2 separate regions of the Mus musculus genome follow, and region 1 is linked to region 2. The links are chromatin contacts, called in public HiChIP or PLAC-seq maps. All regions are on one chromosome and are shown on one strand. The core of a region is the stretch at or near the end of the contact, and the rest is flanking DNA. Distances in the headings are between cores, read along the strand shown.

What was found. HiChIP or PLAC-seq counts read pairs in DNA pulled down with a chosen protein or histone mark.
Region 1: an HNF4G HiChIP or PLAC-seq map of pancreatic cancer cells shows a contact between it and region 2. The contact joins the promoter of Ppard here to the enhancer-like site in region 2. A contact is called at or near these places in 2 of 39 promoter capture datasets (embryonic stem cells and pre-B cells) and 2 of 115 datasets of contacts at active chromatin or transcription factors (embryonic stem cells and pancreatic cancer cells).

Annotation. Positions count from the first base shown.
Region 1 is chr17:28,231,397-28,236,406 of GRCm38.p6, forward strand. Ppard (peroxisome proliferator activator receptor delta) reads left to right here and starts at 1,358. Exons shown (of 8, transcript NM_011145.3): 1 at 1,358-1,468.
Region 2 is chr17:27,544,142-27,549,437 of GRCm38.p6, forward strand. No RefSeq gene overlaps it. Among named protein-coding and RNA genes, the nearest start is that of Hmga1, 9.8 kb to the right of the region's middle. Within about 2 kb of position 3,415, at least 123 of the 459 cell types and tissues checked have an H3K27ac peak or open chromatin away from gene starts, as enhancers often do. A contact at or near this core is called in pancreatic cancer cells, where this site is marked.

The DNA of each region.
Region 1 (5,010 bases), core at 108-2,607, 690 kb after region 2:
CACACACACACACAGACACACACACTCGAAAACAAAGCAGAAAAAAAGTGGTGTGGGGTTCTCCAATCCAGCGAGCTAAGGATGCACTGTAAGGAGTGCCAGACCGGGCAGAGGTGACCTTTAATGGCGGTGTGGAGGAGGGAGGTGCCTGCTGACTTTCCTGCCAGCCAAGTTTTGTTCATTCTAGGATGATGAAACCAGCCAGTGACAGATTGCCTTCTGGCTACATACTCTCTGTGGTATATGATGAGTTGGGGTGACAGGCAAGCCCAGGTACAGAGTTCTTGTCTTGTCTGGTCCCTGACATCCAGCGACAGAAATCTCAAGTGGGAGAAAAGTTCTTTTAAAATTTGTTTTCTATTTGGCTTCACAAGGCCTATAAGCACAGGCTGGCCCAAAACTTTCTCCATTGCTAAAAATGACCTCAAACGGGTCCTCTACCTCCTGAGTGCTGGAGTTAGAGTGCCATCATGCCTTCCAGATCTTTCTTTTTTCTTGTGTGGGTGTATATGAAAGTGCACATGCGGTGTGTAGAGATTGGAAGATAACCTTCAGGAGGCAGTCCCAGGGACTGAACTCAAGTCTTCAGGCTTGGAGACAAAGCGATGACCCGTTGAGCCATTGAACTAGCCACCAGTTAAAAAATTGGGGGTGCTGAAGAGATGCTTCAGTGGTGAAGATCGCGCTTGCTACTCTTGAAGAGGCTCGCTTCCCAGCATCTACATGGAAGTTCTCCATTGTAACTCCACTTCCAGGGGATCCAACGCCTTCTTCCAGACTCTGCAGGCACTGAACGCACATGGTGCAGAGACAGACATGCAGACAAAACACTCTGACATATAAAAATAGATATTTTGTAAAACGTATGCGTCTGTATTTTCATTCCCAAGTCTCCCACCATATGCCTCTCCCAAGCGCCTCTGAAAATTACAGTTTGCCTCTATTCCTTCCCCCACCGCCCTTAGCTTTGCTTCTTGCTTCAAACCACACAAGTCTATGCCTAGTTTCTTCTCAGGAAGAGTGAGGAGGTTGTATTAGATGACCTCCACCTTCTTTCCGCGCTTTAAAGCTTTAAATATCGTTTCGTGAGGCTTGCTTTGACCAGCCCTAACTTCTCCCCAGCGCTTTCCTCAGCTGCTGCTCCCACGTCTGACTGCAGAGGGCGCTGCAGACGCGCCAGGGCAGCTGTGCAGTGGGCGGAGCGATGGCTGTCAAAGGAGTGGCTCCAGGCGGCGCGGCGATTGGCTACTGCTATGGCGGAAGGGGGCGGGGGCGAGTGCTTAGTTGTGGGGGAGGGAGCCAGCGGCGCGGTGACATCACGGGGCTGGGGGCGGCGCCGGGGCTGGGAGCGTGTGACGCCGCAGGCCGCGGCGGACCTGGGGATTAATGGGAAAAGTTTTGGCAGGAGCTGGGGGATTCTGCGGAGCCTGCGGGACGGCGGCAGCGGCGCGAGAGGCGGCCGGGACAGGTCCGTGCGGATCGGGAGAGGCCAGCGCGGCCCGGGCTGAGGTGGATGGTGGGGTCAGGGGCTCCGAGAGCCGCTTTCCGCGCCTCTGCGGCTCGTCTATGCTCGGCTTGCGCGCTGAGGAGCCACCGCTGGGGTCTCCACCGCAGGGACCCCTGTGGTTGCTCGGAGCCGGCCTCCCTCCCTCCTCCCACCCACCCTGATCCCTCTAAAGCCCCGTGGCTTCATCTCCTCTCAATTCCAAAGAACCCCATGTCACCTCCCTTCTGACCCCCTTTCTGAGCGCCTCCCTTGCTGTCCCGCTACCCAGGCCCTCCTTGGAGATCCTTCCTGCCTCCCTCGATAGCCTTCCATCCTTGCCCTGTCGGTCAGTGCTCTCCTCCTCTCTGACCCGTTTTCGGGTTGCCCTATCCCTCCCCATCTTCTTTAGGATGTTGTGAGCCAGTCCGGTTTATCCGAGCCCCTTCTATCCTGGCTACCGGCAGAGGCCCCACTTAGGCTCAGCTCTCATCTCCTGTCCTTTTCACCTCCTGTCACCCGACTGCCTCGCTTCTAGTTTTTTTTTTTTTTTTTTTTATGCCTCTGCTTGAGGAGAACCCAGAGGTGCACGATAGGCTTCCGTTTCACCTTCAGTTGAGCTGGGAGTGGGGTGTTGAGCGCCAGCTTGACCAGATTTGTTCGGGTCACAGGTTTCACTGGGTGTTGTATTGGGAGGGATGGCCAGTTGGTAGGCCCTCGTAATCTCAGCTTTATAATACTTCCCCTTTATGAGTCTGTTGACTTCCAGGAACCCTTGGGGGAGACGGCTCTGAGTTGGGTGTGTGCCAGGGGTAGCCAGAGGCTTCATATAACTCTTTTCACCCTTTCAGGAAACAGGACTCATTTGGGATATTATGGAATGTATTTAAACCATGATACGGTGCCTTCCACGCACTGCCCTTTTCCATACAGCTAAGAGCAGAAGCTATGCCCTTGGTTTTTTTTTTTTTTTTTTTTAAAGATTTATTTATTATATGTAAGTACACTGTAGCTGTCTTCAGACACACCAGAAGAGGGTGTCAGATCTCGTTACGGATGGTTGTGAGCCACCATGTGGTTGCTGGGATTTGAACTCCGGACCTTTGGAAGAGCAGTCGGGTACCTCTTACCCACTGAGCCATCTCACCAGCCCTGCCCTTGGTTTTAAACTTGGTTTTTCCTCCCTGTACTGGCTCTAGAATGTTTGCTTACAAGTTACATTTATTTATTTCTGTGGGGTGTGGATGTGGGGTGGGGTGTAGGTCAGAGCACAGCTTACTGGAGTTGGGAGGTGGCTCTCTCATTCGATATTGTGGTTCCTGGAAATAGACTCGGGTCATTAAGGTATGATGACAACCACCTTTACGTCCTGAGCCACTTCACCAGCCCCAGAATACATTCCCGTTTTAGTTTTTCAATGGATTGTGGGCCTGCTAGCCCTGGGGCTGTTGGGCATCTGTTCCCTTAATCTTGGGGTCTTGGTCCAGCGACTGAGTTTACCTCCTGTCTTTCACTGACGGAATGTGCCTCTTGTGTTGGTCACTGGGCATGGTTCCTCGGTGCCCTTTTTCCTTCCGTTTCCTGGGCATCTGTATTTACTGAGGCTGGGAGAGGCAGCTGACGTTTCTTCCCTTTGCCCAGGTGTGGTCTGGGGTATTGCCTTGGTATCTGCCTGGGCAGGTCGAGGGATTGCACCAGTGAGGCCTTGCAAAGGAACTTGGGCTGTCTGCTTCCAGGCACAGCTCAGTTGTATGCAGAGTTGAGCCTCTTTGTTTGCCTTGGGTCCCTGGAGTCATCCTCAGGAGAGAACATATATTTATCTTTGAAGGCTCTGGAAGTCTGACCCACTCTAACTTCAGAAGCGGGAGCCCAGGGTTCCGTTGGCACCAGGTTTCTAGGTCTCCTCTTTTGAGGATCACACTCTCTGTCTTTGAGCCAGAATTGGCCATAGAACAGGCCACCTTCTGGAGCCACAGCAGGGAGCCAACTGAACCAGCTTGACCAGGTCTTACAGTTTTGTGATCTTTGTGTGCACTGACCGTTTTCCACGAAAGCATTAGGACTGTGGCTGGCCTGGGGTTGAGTGAGCCTCCTCTCGTCTGATCCCTAAGGCCCCTATATGGAGCACTAGATGTGGGGATGACAGGAGAGTGGAGGAGGTTAGAAGGAATCTTTTCTTCCTATGAGAAACATCCCATTTATTATTTATTTGTGCGAGCGTGGGAGTCAGTGTTCTCCTCCTGGTGTCCCCAGGATTGAACTTAGGTCATCAGGCTGGTTGGCAAGCGCCTTTACCCACTGAGCCATCCTGTCCCTCCTCAGTATCACTCTGTAACCCAGGCTGGCTTTGAGGGCACTGTGCTAGTAGCCTCCTCACTGATGGCAGTCTTCCTGCTCTGTCTTCTGAGTGCTGGGGTTGCTGGGATATACCACCCAACCCGGGTCATTTTTGAGTGGTGCAGTCGAATGCTTGGTAATGATTAGTCCAGTCTCTGGCTCCCCAGAGATTCTGCCTGACAGTCTCTTTTTTTTTTTAATTAGATTTATTCATTTTATTTTCTGCGTGAGTATTTTACCCGTGTAAGTATCTGTGCGACACCACCTGTGTACCGTGTGTGTTTGGTGCTCTTGGAGGTCAAAAGAAGGCGTTGGATCTCCTGGAACTGGAGTTCCAGCTGGTAACTACGTGTGGGTGCTGGCACTCAAACCCGGGTCCTCTGAAAGAGTTCCAAGAGCTCCTAACCTCTGAGCCCCCTCTTCAGCCCCCTACCTACAACCCTTAAGCAGTCTATTATTGTCCTGACTTTGCTTAACGAACCACAGGGCTCCGTGCTGAGTTGGTGCATAGGAGGCCTCCAGTACAGCACAGGGCCAGTCCTGGTAGAGCCTTGTAAGTCCTAGCTAGCAATGCTGGCTGGATAACCTCCTGAGGCATGTCTACTCTGCAGTCTTCTAGGGAACAGCTTTCCATTCTGTGCTTAATGCAGATCGTGGCTCAACGTCTGTTTTCACGGTGTGAGGGGACAGGCCCTTGCCAGTGGCTTTACCTGTCACCTCCAAAGTTCACTGGACTGACCCCCCTGCTCTGTTTGGGAACTTTTCTGTGCTGTGTGCTTCAAGTCACCCAGGAAAAGTAGTTGTCCTAGGTCCTCCCAGCCCCACCTGTGGTCCCTTACTGTCTTCCTAAAGGCCTGGTGTAGAGACTAGCCTGAGAAGCTGGTAGGCCTCTATTTTGGACAGAGTGCAGCTGCCCAGCTGTTGTGCAAGCTGTCCCCAGGGTTTGAGCTTGGCATGGCCTGGTACAACGAGTCTTGTCTCTGGGCTGAGTCCTGAGGCCCACCTCCCCAGGCTGCTACCCTCTGCATATTGGGGACCAGTGGAGTGGGTGCATTCTAGTACCCCGTCTGGTGGCTCTGGTGGACCTGGTGATGCCGGGACAAGCCACATGGCACTGTCCACATTGGGAGCATTCCTCTCTTGCCAGCAATCACACAAGCTTGTTTGTCCTGCCAGGGCCTGGCTTGTGT
Region 2 (5,296 bases), core at 2,165-4,664:
TGAGGGCACCGAGCAACAGCTTACCTCTCTCGGGACCTGCTCCTCTGCCTTGCCTCTCTGCTGGACACCTGGCCCATGCCATCAGCAGCCACAGGGAGGTGCCTCTGGCACCTTTAACTCTACTTCTCACAATGCCTGAGACCCTCAAGTTTCTCCCTCTACAAGTACGGAGATTTCAGCCTCCATGATCTCTCTCTCTCTCTCTCTCTCTCTCTCTCTTTCACACCTCCTCTCCCCCTGAATGATGCTGGGAAGAATAAATGGATCCCACCTGAGAGAAGTTACCTCTTTCTCATGTTTAACAAGATACAGGCAGCCCTGGCATGCCACAGGGCCAGGACCCCAGGCCTTTGCTCTCTCAGTGATGTGTTCTTCCCGAATGTTCTCTCAGTTTGACGTAGCTGCCTCTGCTCCAGTCCCAGTCCCCCCTTCTAGCCACTGGAGAGGAATAACTGCAGAAAATGTTGCTTTCTCTTAGAAACACCTTGCTTATTTCTAACTGACCATATCTAGCGACGGAAGGCAAGGAAACAATCTATTTTGAGGGCCAAAATGTGCCATGTGCTCAGCTAAAAATACAAGAGAGTTTCGTCCTCAGAGGAGGGAGGCTGGGCACGTGGGACAGAGGCAGCCTGTGCCGCAGTTGCCCAGGAACCAGCCTCGTTCTTCTCATGCTTGCTTAATCGGCGGTATAAAATAATGCTGTTCAGAATGCCGAGGCTGAGCCGGGGGTGGTGAGGCTCATGTTTTTGATCCCAGCGCTTGGGAAGAAGGCAGAGGCAGGTAGATCTCTGAGTTTGAGGCTAGCCTGGTCTGCAGAGTGAGTTCTAGGAAAGCCAGGGCTACACAGAGAAACCCTGTCTCAAATCAAAACACAAGAAAGAAAGAAAGAAAGAAAGAAAGAAAGAAAGAAAGAAAGAAAGAAAGAAAGAAAGAAAGAGAGAAAGAAAGAGAGAGAAAGAAAGAGAGAGAGAAAGAGAGGGAGAGAGGGAGGGAGGGAGGGAGGGAGGGAGGGAGGGAGGGAGGGAGGGAGGAAGGAAGGAAAGACCTTCAATCTCAGCACTTGGCACTCGAGAAGCAAAAGCAGGCAGATCTCTGAGTTTGAGGCCAGCCTGGTCTACAGAGTGAGTTCCAGGATAACCCAGGGCTACACAGAGAAACCTGCCTCAAAAACCAAACAACTATCAGCAGTAGCGGTGCACACCTTTAATCCCAGCACTAGGGAGGCAAAGGCAGGCAGGCGGATTTCTGAGTTCGAGGCCAGCCTGGTCTACAAAGTGAGTTCTAGGACAGCCAGGGCTATGCAGAGAAACCCTGTCTCGAAAAACCAAAAAAACAAAACAAAACAAAAAACCAAAAAACAAACAAATAAATAAATAAATAAATAAATAAATAAGGGGCTGGTGAGATGGCTCAGCGGTTAAGAGCACCGACTGCTCTTCCAAAGGTCCCGAGTTCAAATCCCAGCAACCACATGGTGCTTCACAACTATCCGTATCAAAAATCTGATGCCCTCTTCTGGAGTGTCTGAAGACAGCTACAGTGTACTTACATTAAATAAATAAATCTTTTAAAAATTTTTAATTTTAATAAATAAATAAATAAATAAATAAGCAAAGAAATAAATAACAAGAGAAGCCAAGTACATTAGCTCACCAACAAAATCCCACCCCTCGGGAGGCTGAGGCCAGAGAACGGCCAGAAAACCAATAAGTGAAACCCTGTCCTAAGCAGGCTTTGCCTCTATACGCGCTGGCTGCTAACACCCTGGCATGCCATCATCCCAGGCCTGGGACGACCCATGACTCTGGGCTCCCGCACGGGTCCTTATGAAACATCGCATCATAGGTCACCTTCCCCGCTCTCTCTGTGGACCTTTCTCCTTCTTGACTTTACTGTGCTGGTAGTGGGTCAAACATCCGACTCTGGGATACAAGTCCCTGACTCTTTCCTAATCCTGCCCGAGAAAGGGCCTGGTGCGCTCCGGGCTTTGGCTCCCCAAGCTCTGCTCACACCTCCATCGCTCTCCCGGAAGTGATGCCCCTCCCCCGAAGCTTGGAGACTTGCATTGGTATTGAACTACTGGGGTTGGCAGCTGGCTTCATGCAAAGCCCCCTCAGCACCGAGCCACACACACCCATTTCCAGGAAAGGTTTAGAGAGATCGATTTAGAACCAGATAGGTAGGGGGTCCCACTTTCCTGCGTGGTCTTGAGAAATTTACACCCCCTCGCTGCCCCACTCAGCTGTAAGCCAGCTACACGGATCCGACTGTCCGACTGTCGCTCTGAGACTTGGCGCTTGGGAGGGAAGCTGCCCCGACTGCCTCCTCCCTGACCTGCACCAGCTCAGCAAACTGCCTCTGTTCCACGATGCTCCTCCAATAGAAAAAACAAAGATGCTGGGTTCCCCAGTGGCCCTCAGGGAGCAGCCGGGCTAAGGACCAAAGCTGCAGATACGGTTCTGTGGCTGTCTCGCCTCTCCAGGGCCCATCCATTCTGCAGTCCACAAGACTGAGACCCAAGGACAGAGTTGGAAAAGCAGATGAGAGAAAGCAAGGTCCTCAGCTGGAGTTCTTGTCAGTCTCCCTGGAGAGGTCCCGGGGGGGCAGCAGGGGGCAGGAAGCCAGGAAGCGGCCAGTGTGGGCCAGCACCTCCTGTATCCTGGTCTCCCAGGGATGCTCACCGAGTCCTTCCCCCAATGCTGGCCCTGCTCTCTCCTCCTGGTCTTGCATTTTGACTTTCCTCCGTCTAGAGTAACAGGTTGCTTGGTTAGTCCCTCTGGGGTTTCCCCCTCCTGATAACTTTGTGCCTCCTGGAGTTCAGTCTCTGTGTTCTTTCTTTTTCATTTGCTCATTTATGTTCCCTGGCTGGTACAGCAGGCTGGCCTTGAACTTGCAGGGTCCCTCTTACCCCTGTCTCCCGAGATCTGGAATTTCAGGCCTGTGCATTCACACCCAGCCATGGACTTTATTACAGTTTTGTATTTAGCTCGAATGAAGCCCAGGCTGGCCTTGAACCCGATGTCGAGCCTAGGACAGCCTTGAACTCTTGGTTCTCCAGAGTGCCGAGATCACAGGACTGCAGCACCACACCAAGCTCATGGTTTACTTCAGCTGGGGCTGTGGTGGGTCTCCACTGGGGATCCGGGAGGCTCTTACCAGCTCCTATCCCTGGCTCAGGCCGTCTTCTGGACTGAGCAGTGCAGGATGTGGGGCTGGGCTGGCAAGGCTCCTGCCTGAGTCACGGGGCGTGAGGCAGCCTGAGTCAGGCCGGGAGGGAAGTCCCTGCGGAAGGGGCTTTCACAGTGTGATGGAATCTCGGGGAAAGAGAAAGTGTGTTCCATGTCCCTTTGACACACTGACCTTGTGTGAGCCTGAGCCATGGGCACCCAGCCTCCAGCTCCAGATGCCCCAGGCACTGGGAGGATCAGTTACCCTAGCCTCCCTAGGACACAGCCAGGGCCCCAGCATACACCTGTCCACAGAGTGGCAGTATTAGAATGACCCTTGGCAGTCTTCCAAGCCACCTTACAGGTCCTTTGTGTCAGGTGTGCCCAGGTGCTAGGGCAGGCAGTGAAAGTTCCTCACCCTGCTGCCCCCAGGTTGTCCCCAAATGAACTTTTCCCTTAGATGGCGGAAATTCTGAACACCTACTCTGTGCCAGGTTTTCAGGACCTGAGCTAAGACAGTGAACAAGGTATGTTTACACTTGCCTTGCCAAGCGCAGATGTCCTGGCTCACAGGGGTTTCCACACTTAGAAGGCAGAGGCAGGCAGGTATCTGTGAGTTCAAGGCCAGCCCAGTCTTGAACTAGTGAGACCCTGCCTCAAACAACAAAAGGAGAGGGCATTCTGGGCTCAGGGATCGCACCAGCAAGCCATAAATACAGAGAATTATCTAGGCCAGCCACTGTGCTGCAGAGGTTCAGGCTCACCCAAGGAATGTTGAATGTTCTTTTTTAGTTGACTTTGTTTTTTTTTTAAAGACTTGCTCATTTTATGTGTGTGAGTATTTTATGTTTGTGGGTTTGTTTTGGAAACAGGGTCTCACGGTGTAGCCCTGGCTGGTCCAGAACTCACTATGTAGACCAGATTAACCTTGTAAAGACCAAGTGGGTTGGGATTAAAGCTTGGGACTGCCTATTGCTTTTAGATTTTTTTGCCACAATCCTCCTGCCTCAGTTTCCTAAGTGCTAGGATTGTGTGTGTGTGTGTGTGTGTGTGTGTGTGTGAGAGAGAGAGAGAGAGAGAGAGAGACAGACAGACAGACAGACAGACAGAGACAGAGACAGAGACAGAGAGAGAGACAGAGAGAGACCACATCTAAACATTCTAGAAGCCACAACAAAATGTAAAAAAAAAAAAAAAAACAACAACAACAAAAAAAAAAAAACCTGAAATCACCTCACGGAGCAGGAGGCAGATACCCTAGCTGGTGAACCTGCATGGCAGGAAGAGAGACCTGCACCTGAATCCATCGTCCTGGAGGCTACACATCCAGCAGCTCCCTCCTCAAGTACAATAAAGGGTCACATGTTGGGGGAGGGGCTGGCCCTATGTGCTGGCCAGGGCAGTGGGGACAGCATCACAGGAGGACTGGCATCCCTAGAGCCCTCAGCTTTGACCTGATCCTTGCTGGGCCCATTCCCTTCTCTAAATGATGTGTGTGTGGGGGGGGGGGTGTCCCAAAACAACACGGTCCCCCAGGAGATTTATCCCACCTCACCAGCTGCCTGAGACACCCACACCAAGGACGGCCTAAGATGCCCCAACCTCCACCCCCACCATGGCCCCTGGACCTCTCACCCGTCCTTTGTGAGATGCACTAACTCTTGGGTCTCAGCCTGACTGTATGACTGCTGAGATCTTAGGAAGGGAGGTACATTTCCAGGGGAGGCCACCCTTTTCAGACGGACCTTGTGTGAGCCGGGACATCAGGTGGGCAACCTCAATCCATCTCTGTGGGAACATGTCCTTTTTCTGCTCTGTCTTCCGGCAGCAGATCCTCTGGAAGAGGAGCCCATCTGAGCAGTAGGCTGGAGGGGCAGGCTCCTGCCAAACAAGAGAGACCATTGTTGGTAGGGGGCTTTGAGTCTTTTTTACATCAGTTCTACCAACCCAGGAATTCTCTGATGGTCAGCACCTAGCCCCTCCTTGGGGGCCCCTGAGCTCGCTCAGGGCTGAGGCTGCTGCCAGACTAGAGGTGGGGGATGGGAACACGCCCCAAAGGACAAGGACAAAGGCAGCAGAGGGGCATGAGCTTCAGTGGCAGAGCGCACATGCTCCTCACCCAGGCC